Regions from separate parts of the Callithrix jacchus genome. Here region 2 is linked to region 1. A link is a contact called in public Hi-C data. All regions are on one chromosome and are shown on one strand. The core of a region is the stretch at or near the end of the contact, and the rest is flanking DNA. Distances in the headings are between cores, read along the strand shown. Region 1 holds the start of SLN (sarcolipin). Region 2 overlaps LOC108593706 (a long non-coding RNA gene).

What was found. A called contact is a pair of places that touch in the nucleus more often than the background predicts.
Region 2: a contact with region 1 is called in a Hi-C map of skeletal muscle, with 5 times the contacts expected there. The contact joins the enhancer-like site here to the promoter of SLN in region 1. A contact is called at or near these places in 2 of 3 Hi-C or Micro-C datasets (both in skeletal muscle).

Annotation. Positions count from the first base shown.
Region 1 is chr10:7,536,838-7,541,818 of calJac240_pri, forward strand. SLN (sarcolipin) reads right to left here and starts at 2,916. Exons shown (of 4, transcript XR_013523003.1): 1 at 2,832-2,916; 2 at 1,254-1,544.
Region 2 is chr10:7,580,676-7,585,352 of calJac240_pri, forward strand. The region is part of intron 2 of LOC108593706 (a long non-coding RNA gene); the gene reads left to right. Among named protein-coding and RNA genes, the nearest start is that of SLN, 43 kb to the left of the region's middle. Within about 2 kb of position 2,131, at least 1 of the 16 cell types and tissues checked has an H3K27ac peak or open chromatin away from gene starts, as enhancers often do. A contact at or near this core is called in skeletal muscle, where this site is marked.

The sequences.
Region 1 (4,981 bases), core at 1,666-4,165:
TTAGGAGACTGAGGAAGGAGAATTGCTTAAACCTGGGAGGCAGAGGTTGCAGTGAGCTGAGATTGAACCACTGCACTCCAGCCTGGGCCACAAAGTGAAAATCCATCTCAAAAAAATAAAATAAAATGAAAAGGGCAAAAACAATTAGGATACAAGACAGTGTGAAAGAATGGCATCAGGAAAGACATTAGGAGTCCCACGGTGGGAGAGATCTCTTTCTCCTGAGAGGAAAAGACGGCAAAGCAACTTGGTACAAAGCTTGGGGGTGGTACTGAACATGAAGCAAACTCACAAACGACCAAGCAGAAGACTTGATTGAGCCTCAGAAAGAGAAAAAAGCGACTTAGGGCGAAAATGATAACACTAACCACAACATGTCAACTAGCACTTACTAAACATGCATCATCTTATTCAATTCCTTCAGCAACTCTGTGAGGGGGGTACAACATTCCTTTTCCACGGAGGAGAAAACTCGGCCCAGAGAGGCGGTGCCTTGACAAGTGGAAGAGTGTGTAAGTGTAGAGCTGAGATTTAAAGCCTTTGGACCCAGTCCCGAGCTCTAACCACTACACAAAAGCATCCTCTAGCCGAGGAGCCTTCACCTCCTTTTGATTGTGCGCCTTTATGGATAAAAAAGTTTACCACAATCACTGACAGAAAATGTATGTGTCTTAACAGACTATATGCAGGTGCGATTGTACTAATTTATCATGCATGTTTACAGCACACTAACATAAACATTTTAAAATACGAGGCCAGGTGCAGTGGCTCACACCTGTAATCCAAGCACTTTGGGAGGCTGAGGCAGGCGGATCACTTGCAGTCAGGGTTTTGAGATCAGTCTTGCCAACATGGTGAAACCCCATCTCTACACAAAATACAAAAATTAGCCAGGCATAGTGGCAGGTGCCTGTAGTCTGAGTCACTCAGGAGGCCGAGGCACAAGAATCGCTTGAACCCTGGAGGCAGAAGTTGCCGTGAGCCGAGATAGCACCGCTGTACTCCAGCCTGGTGACAGAGCGAGACTCCGTCTCAAAAAATAAATAAATAGAATATGAGGCACGAAGCAAGAGAAATTAAAAGTGTGCTTTGTTTGTCTGTTTTTCCACATTAGGAGACCGCTTTTCCCCGGTTCAGAGACCTCTGCAATGCCCTATTCTAAAAAAGAATGCCCTAAAATTTAGCTTCTGGTTTCACACTGAACCCTGGCAGGTGATCAATAAATCCGTGTTGAAAATATAGATGATTATTACCTGTGTCATTATCCACTTGTGGCACATGTGATTTTTGTCTCACTAACTAAATTTGAAATTCAAAGGCACAATTGTTGTAATTTTTGTTTGTCTGTGTAGCTGTGCCCCGAACCAGTGAAGAAGCAGAGTAGATGCTCCAAACTGCATAGCAGGAGCAGGTTGAGCCTCCATCACTTCACATCCCTGCTGACATCCAGGCGTGTCTAAGCATGGCAGACATTAGTGGGGAAGTCAAGGTCAGCATCACAGCTGTTCATACATGGACCTCAGAGCATCCCAGGAGAGAAACTCCTGTGAAGGGAAATGAATCAAAAATCAAGAAATGAATCACACATGGGGCCAGGTGTGGTGGCTCACACCTGTAATCCCAGAACTTCGAGAGGCCAAGGTGGGCAGATCGTCTAAAGTCAGGCATTCCAGACCAGCCTGGTCAATGTGGTGAAATCCCACCTCTACTAAAAATACAAAACAAAACAAAAAAATCAGCCAGGCGTGGTGGTACACACCTGTAGTCCCAACTACTTGGGAGGCTGAGGCAGGAGAAATGCTTGAACCCAGGAGGCAGAGGTTGCAGTAAGCCAAGGTGGCGCCACTGCACTCCAGCCTGGGTGACAGAGCAAGACTCTGTCTCAAAAAAAAAAAAAAAAGATACACAAGGGTCAGCAACAGGGAGAATATACTATGCTTTCATAGCAGGGGATACACTTTCCCTGTGTTCAGTCCCATGAGAAGCAGATGCCAAGATGGACACATGGAGGGGAACATCACACACTGGGGCCTGTTTCGGGGTGTGGTGCTAGGGGAGGGACAGCATTAAGAGAAATACCTAATGTAGATGACGGGTTGGTGGGTGCAGCAAACCACCATGGCACTTGTGTTCCTATGTAACAAATCTGCACATTCTGCACATGTATCCCAGAACTTGAAGCATAATTTTAAAAAATAATAATAAAAGTAAAACATAATAAATTTTTTTTCAAAAAAGAAAAACGTATTAGGGGAAATGACTGAGACAAAAGAGGAGGGAGTGGGGAAACTGAGACAGTCATCAAACGGCAATCCCAGGTCTGACCCTAAGAGGAAAGAGGGAACGGAGACAGGAAGACGGGGCAGCAGCATCTTAGACTGCGGTGCTAAGCAAAGTCTGAAAGGCCATCAGGCAACCTCAAATCAAAGTTTCCTGTTACAGGTGTCCCGTGTCCCAGGGATAAGTCAGCCTTAGTGTTCCTCCCATGCTCAGTCACGGACTGGGAGCAGCCTGTGGGAAGCCCACCTCCATTACGGTGCAGTCAGTTCTGAGAGGCTCATTCTCATAGCCGCCACACTCACATTCTACCCATTCTGCTTCCCTAGAGCATGGCCGGGTAGGGGAGAGGGCTATGGGCAAAAGCTCAGTAACTGTTTGCTCTTTAACAATTGACTGCAACAGCGTGTAACCCTGAAGGGGAGACAGAGATTCTCCCTGCAAGGGTCGTCTCGCAGAGCTCAGCATATCCACGGAACCAGCGAGGTCATCTCCTTCAATGGAAGTGTCACGGACCCTGGCAGAAGCAGCAAGACTATCCAATAATTACTCACCTGCCATTTATACTAATCTCTGCAGGCCTCAGCAGCAGACAGCAGCACGAAGAGCCAGAGAAGAGCTCAGGAGCAAGAAAATGACAGGCTGTATGTGATAGGTGACAGTACTTGTTCATGAGCACACGTGAGCCACCCCGAAGTTGCTGGAAATAATCAGGAGGAACATTACAGCTGAATGCAGCCTTGCATAATAGGTGGGAGAAAGAGCCAAAAAAATATGTGTTACTCCTATTTATAATAACCCATTTTAAGTCCTGGATTGGTCAGGTGACACCTGTTAGCATCATTTGACTTGGAACCATTTAAACTCCTCTTCTCTGGAACAAGTATATTTCTGCTCTATAATAAGATTCTGTAAACAAATGGTTTTCTCCTAGCACATTAAACATAGTTACCGGGTGGGGGAAAAAAGAAGCAGCCAAAAATCTGTTTACTACTGGGCTAATACCATCTGCTCTCAGAACACTTCCAGATTTCAGATTGACTTCGTTATTTTTTGGACGGGAAATAAGAATTCAGCAGTCTTCTGATGTGCTGTTACTGAACCGTTCAGGGAGATTCCAGCCAGACACGCCCACTTGAAACATGCTGTTCCTTTGTGAATTTGATCAAGGGTATTTTCACTGAATCTCTTTTGGGAATCACTCCGAATACCACAATTGCAGTTACAGCAAGAATAATAAGGATCAGATAAAACCGCTTGTTCTCTGTGAACAGGTTCATTTGGCTTTAGCTTTTGGCTGTTACAGCAGGGAGAACAGAGTCCTGAAGAATCATGAACATCTGTCTCTGCTCTCTGTGTAAGTAACGAGAAAACTGGACTGCCTGTTTGCAGCCATGTGGAGGAAGATTAGCTGGATGTAAGCTCCAGGATAGGTTTCCTTTTGGATTAGGGAAGTGCCATCTCAGAAGGCAATCAGACACATGCTCCACAGGGTGGGGAGTAACCTAACCTTTTACACTTTTACAGTGAGAGAGGATGTGGAGTTGCCAGGGGCTAGTATTCTCGGAATTTGGGCAGCTTATCTTGGAGAAGTGGTTCAGGCCTACCCTATGTAACTTGCGTTTCATTGGTTCTTACCCCATTTGTCAGTGTAGAACAGAAAACCAAATACACACACCCCTCAGACCACCAACTCTATCTGTGTCATCACGGGGCATACCTCTTGTACAAAAAAACTCCAGTCAGGTCAGACATGATGGTATGTGCCTGTAATCCCAGCTATTCTGAAGGCTGAGGCAGGAGCATGTCCTAAGCCCAGGAGTACAAGGCCAGCCTGAGCAACATAGCAAAACCCTGTCTCTTAGGAAAAAACAAAAAAAAAGGCCAGGGCCAGGTACAGTAGTTCACGCCTGTAATACCAACATTTTGGGAGGCTGAGGCAGGTGGATCTCCAGAGATCAGGAGCTCAAGAGCAGCCTGGCCAACGTGATGAAACCTCATCTCTACTAAAAATACAAAAAATTAGCTGGGTGTTGTGGTAGACACCTGTAGTCCCAGCTACTTGGGAGGCTAAGGCAGGAGAACCGCTTGAACCTGGGAGGCAAAGGTTGCAGTGAGCTGAGATCATACCATTGCACTCCAGCCTGGGCAACAAGAGTAAAACTCCATCTTTTTTTTCTTTTTTTTTCTTTTTGAGATGGAGTTTCGCTCTTGTTACCCAGGCTGGAGTGCAATGGCGCGATCTCAGCTCACCACAACCTCCGCCTGCTGGGTTCAGGCAATTCTCCTGCCTCAGCCTCCTGAGTAGCTGAGATCACAGGCACGCGTCACCATGTCCAGCTAATTTTTTGTATTTTTAGTAGAGACGGGGTTTCACCTTGTTGACCAGGATGGTCTCAATCTCTTGACCTTGTGATCCACCCACCTCGGCCTCCCAAAGTGCTGGGATTACAGGCGTGAGCCACCATGCCCGGCCGAAACTCCATCTTAACAACAAAAAAAGTCCAATCAGCAAACGCTTTCTTCCTTTCCTCCTATTCTATTCCTTTTTTTAATTAGATGTTGACAGCACTCATCAGGCATTTACAGTCAACCCTTCAGTCCTACCACACCCTCTGAGAACTGACACATACACCAGGCATTCATCCCTGCCACTTCCTCTATGGACAATCATATCTGCCAAGCACCACCACTGCTTGCCTTG
Region 2 (4,677 bases), core at 881-3,380, 43 kb after region 1:
TCAAAGATTTCTCATGAATGTAATGTTAGTACTTCAAATGGCAGAAGTGTTCTCTCATTTCTGTGGCATCCCCCAGTTGAGCCAGAAGAGACGGCCAGCAGCTCTGCTTATTCACCATCAAATCTGGAATCAGAACTGGATTCTGTTAGCCTCTGTTCCTTAGCAGCAATGATTGAATTCTCATTTGACCTATGATTTTTAGGAAATTTTATCAATTTTAGACTTTTTTTTTTTTTTTGAGACGGAGTCTCTCTCTGTCACCTAGGCTGGAGTGCAGTGGCATGATCTGAGCTCACTGCAACCTCTGCCTCCTGGGTTCAAGCAATTCTTGTGCTTCAGCCTCCTGAGTAGCTGGGTCTACAGACATGCACCACCACACCTGGCTAATTTTGTGTATTCAGTAGAGATGGGGTTTCACCGTGTTGGCCAGGCTGGTCTCAAACTCCTGGCCTCAAGCGATCTGCCCGCCTCAGCCTCCCAGAGTGCTGGGATTACAGGCGTGAGCTATCGTGCCCAACCTATTTTATACATTTTAACTCTGCTGCTTCTACTCATTAGCAATTGATCTTGGACTAGTTAAAGTCCTACAATCTCTATTTTTTTTAGGTCTCACCTCATGTAGTAATTGTGAAAATTAAATAACACAACATGCAAAATCATCTATGAGATTTGTTGTTGTACAAAGTAAGTATAATCTAGAGGCAGCATAGTGTGTAGTCAAATGTCAATCAGCTTCTGCTGCTTAACAAACTCTCCCAGAGCTCAGTGGCTTCAAACAACATAATTGATTTACTTTATGTTTTTGTGGGTTGGCAATTTGGGCTGCAGTCAGCTGAAGAGTTCTGGGAGTTGTCTACTGCTAACACGTGTCTCTCATAAGCCAGCAGGGTAGTCTAGGCTTGTTCACATGGCAGCAGGCTGGGTCTCAAGGGTCATATAAGAAGCGTGTATGGGATGGTTTGGATCTGTGTCCTCACCTATATCACATGTTGAATTGTAGTTCCCAGTGCTGGAGGGGAGGCCTGGTGGAAGGTGGTGGGGTCATGGGAGAATATTTCTCACAAATGGTTTAGTATCATCCTCTTGGGACTGTCCTCCCAATAGTGAGTGAGTTCCTGTGAGATGCGGTCATTTAAAAATGTGCAGAACCTTCTGACTACTTATGATCGTCATGGCAGACGGGAGGTAGGACTAGATCGCAGCTGTGACTTGAATGGACAGAGCAGTGTATGGAGGCTTGCATGGTGAATTTAAGCTGCAGAAGGACTGCAAGAACAAACCAGGAACCCCAGGAAGACCCACGGACCCTCTGAGGGAAGCAGACTGCTCCTGCAGGACCAGGGAGACACCCTAAACACTGTGCCCAAATTGTGGAAGTGGGAAAGGGAGATCCTCCACTCCTGAACACACACCCCCACTGGGGAAACTGAAGGTCTAGTTTCTGAGAGAATTTTCCAACCATACCTGGAGCTGAGTCAATTTAGAGAGCCAAGCAAAATACAGGGGTAGAGGAAGCAGCAAGAAAGGTCCTGGGAGCTCGCTGGGTCTCCCAGAAGCGCACTCCTGCCTGGCACCACAAAGATCCTTCAGGAGGGTGGACCGAGGTGCAGGAGGAAAACACCACGGGGAGCAGGAAGTCCCTGGGTGAACTTTGTAACAATTTGAACCCTGTGAGAAGCCTCCTGGCCAGAACTCAGGGGAGGGTGCAAATCTGGTGTGCAGACTCCACAGGTGGAGGAAGAACCAAAGGCCTTTACTTTTGCTACTGGGAGGCGGGTAACCTGGGGCAAGTTCTCAAGTCCTGCTTACCCACTGCCTGGAAACAGACTCAGGGCTGTTGAGAGGGGCACAGTGGGAGTGAGACCGACCCTTTGGATTATGTGGGAGCTGAGTGAGGCCTGTGGCTGCCAGCTTTCCCACACTTCCCTGACAACCTACATGACTCAGCAGAGGCAGCCATAATCCTCCTAAGTAACAACTCCAGTGACCCGGGAGCCTCACCTCCATGCCTCACAGCAACTGCAGCAAGACCCACCCAAGGAGAATCTAGGCTCAGACACACCTAGCCCTGCCTCCACCTGACCAACCCTGGTAGCTAAAGACAAAGGGAAAATATTCTTGGGAGTTCTAGGGCCCTGCCCACCACCAGGTCCTCGCCATACTACCACAGCTGATGCTCTCTGGACCGTGCCAACATCCTCCAAGGGATTGGCAGGAGGCCAACCAGCACAAAAATAGACCGTTAAACCACCAAGGCTAAGAACCCTCACAGAGTCCATTTCACCAGCCTGCCACCTCCACCGGAACAGGTGCCGGTGTGCACGGCTGAGACCCACAGATGGTTCACATCACAGGACTCTGTGCAGGCATCCCTCAGGACCAGCCTGCTGCCTGGTAGACTTGCTGGTGGCGAGACCCAGAAGACAGATAGCAACAATCACTGCAGCTCAGCTCACAGGAAGCCACATCCATATGAAAGGGAGACTATATATTAAGGGAACACCCCATGGGACCAAAGAATCTGAACAACAGCCTTCAGCCCAAGACTTTCCCTCAGACAGAGCCTGCCTGACTGAGAAGGAACCAGAAGACCAACTCTGATAATATGACAAAACAAGGCTCCTTAACACCTCCCCCTCCCCCCAAAAAATCACACTAGATCACCAGCAGTGGATCCAAAACAAGAAGAAATCCCTGATTTACCTGAAAAAGAATTCAGGAGGTTAGTTATTAAGCTAGTCAGGGAGGCAGCAGACAAAGGTGAATTCCAATGCAAGGAAATCCAAAAACATGGCACAAGAAGCAAAGGGAGAAATATTTGAGGAAATCACATAAAGAAAAAGCAATCAAAGCTTCAGGTAACATTGGACACACTTACAGAAATTCAAAATGCTCTGGAAAGTCTCAGCAGTAGAATTGAAAAAGTAGAAGAAAGAAATTCAGAACTTGAAGGTCTGAATTAACCCAATCCAACAAAGATTTAAAAAGAGAGAGAATAAGAAAATATGAAAGCCGGGCCGGGCGCGGTGGCTCACGCCTGTAATCCCAGCACTTTGGGAGGCTGAGGCGGGTGGATCACAAGATCAAGAGATCGAGACCATCCTGGTCAACATGGTGAAACACCGTCTCTACTAAAAATACAAAAATTAGCTGGGCATGGTGGCGCGTGCCTGTAATCCCAGCTGCTCGGGAGGCTGAGGCAGGAGAATTGCCTGAACCCAGGAGGCGGAGGTTGCGGTGAGCCGAGATCGCGCCATTGCACTCCAGCCTGGGTAACAAGAGCGAAACTCCGTCTCAAAAAAAAAAAAAAAAGAAAGAAAGAAAGAAAAAAAAGAAAATATGAAAGCCTCCAAGAAGTCTGGGTTTATGTTGACCAAACTTAAGAATAATCAGTGTTCCTGAGGAAGAAGAGAAATCTAAAAGTTTGGAAAACATATTTGGGGAAATAAGGAAAACTTCCCACTCTTACTAGAGACCTAGACATCCAAATACAAGAAGCACAAAGAGCACCTGGGAAATTAATCGTAGAAAGTTCATCACCAAGGTGCAGTGTCATCAGGTTATCTACAGTGAAGATAAGGAAAGAATCTTAAGAGCTGTGAGACAAAGGCACCAGGTAGCCTGTAAAGGAAAACCTACCAGATTAACAGCAGATTTCTCAGCAGAAACCTTACAAGCTAGAAGGGATTGGGGCCCTATTTTTAGCCTCCTCAAACAAAACAATTATCAATCAAGAATTTTGTATCCAGCGAAACTAAGCATCATATCTGAAGGAAAGATACAGTCTTTTTCAGACAAATGCTGAGAGAATTCATCAGTAACAAGCCACGAACCACTACAAGAACTGCTAAAAGGAGCTCCAAATCTTGAAACAAATCCTGGAAACACATCAAAACAGAACATCTTTAGAGCATAAATCTCACAGGACCTAGAAACAATAATTTAAAAAGCAAAAATTTAAAAACTGAGGTACACGGGAAACAAACGGCTTGTTGAATGCGATGGTACCTCGCTTCTCAATACTAACATTGAATGTAAACGGCCTAAATGCTCCATTTAAAAGACACAGAATCCAGAACGGATAAGAACTCACCAGCTATCTGCTGTCTTCAGGAGACTCGCCTAACACAAGGATTCACATAAGCTTCAAGTGATGGAAAAAGACATTTCATGCAAAATTCCACCCCTCCCTCAAGCCTCTGTTCAAATGGTTCCTTTTCTCATGACTCTTCCTTGAGACAGGGTGTCGCTCTGTTGCTCAGGCTGCAGAGCAGGGTGTGATCATGGCTCACTGCACGTCAACTTCCCAGGCATGTGCCGCTACACCCACCTAGTTTTTTATATTTTTTATAGAGACAAGGTTTTACCATGTTGCCCTGGCCGGTCTAAAACCCCTGGGCTCAAACAATTCACCCACTTCAGCCTCCCAAAGTGCTGGGATTCCAGGCGTGAGCCACCGCGCCCGGCCTCGATATTACTTTTTACCCCTTCTGCACTCCATCATCACTTTTCATTTCTCTGACAGCAGTTGTTAAATTTTGCTTTGCATAGATTATACATTTCTTCATCCAAAAAATAATGAGCTCCTGTTATGTTCCAGGCGCTAGATACAAGGTGATGGACAAGGTAGACCAAGTCACTGGGTTTATCATCCTACAGTGAGGAGAGAGGAGTGTA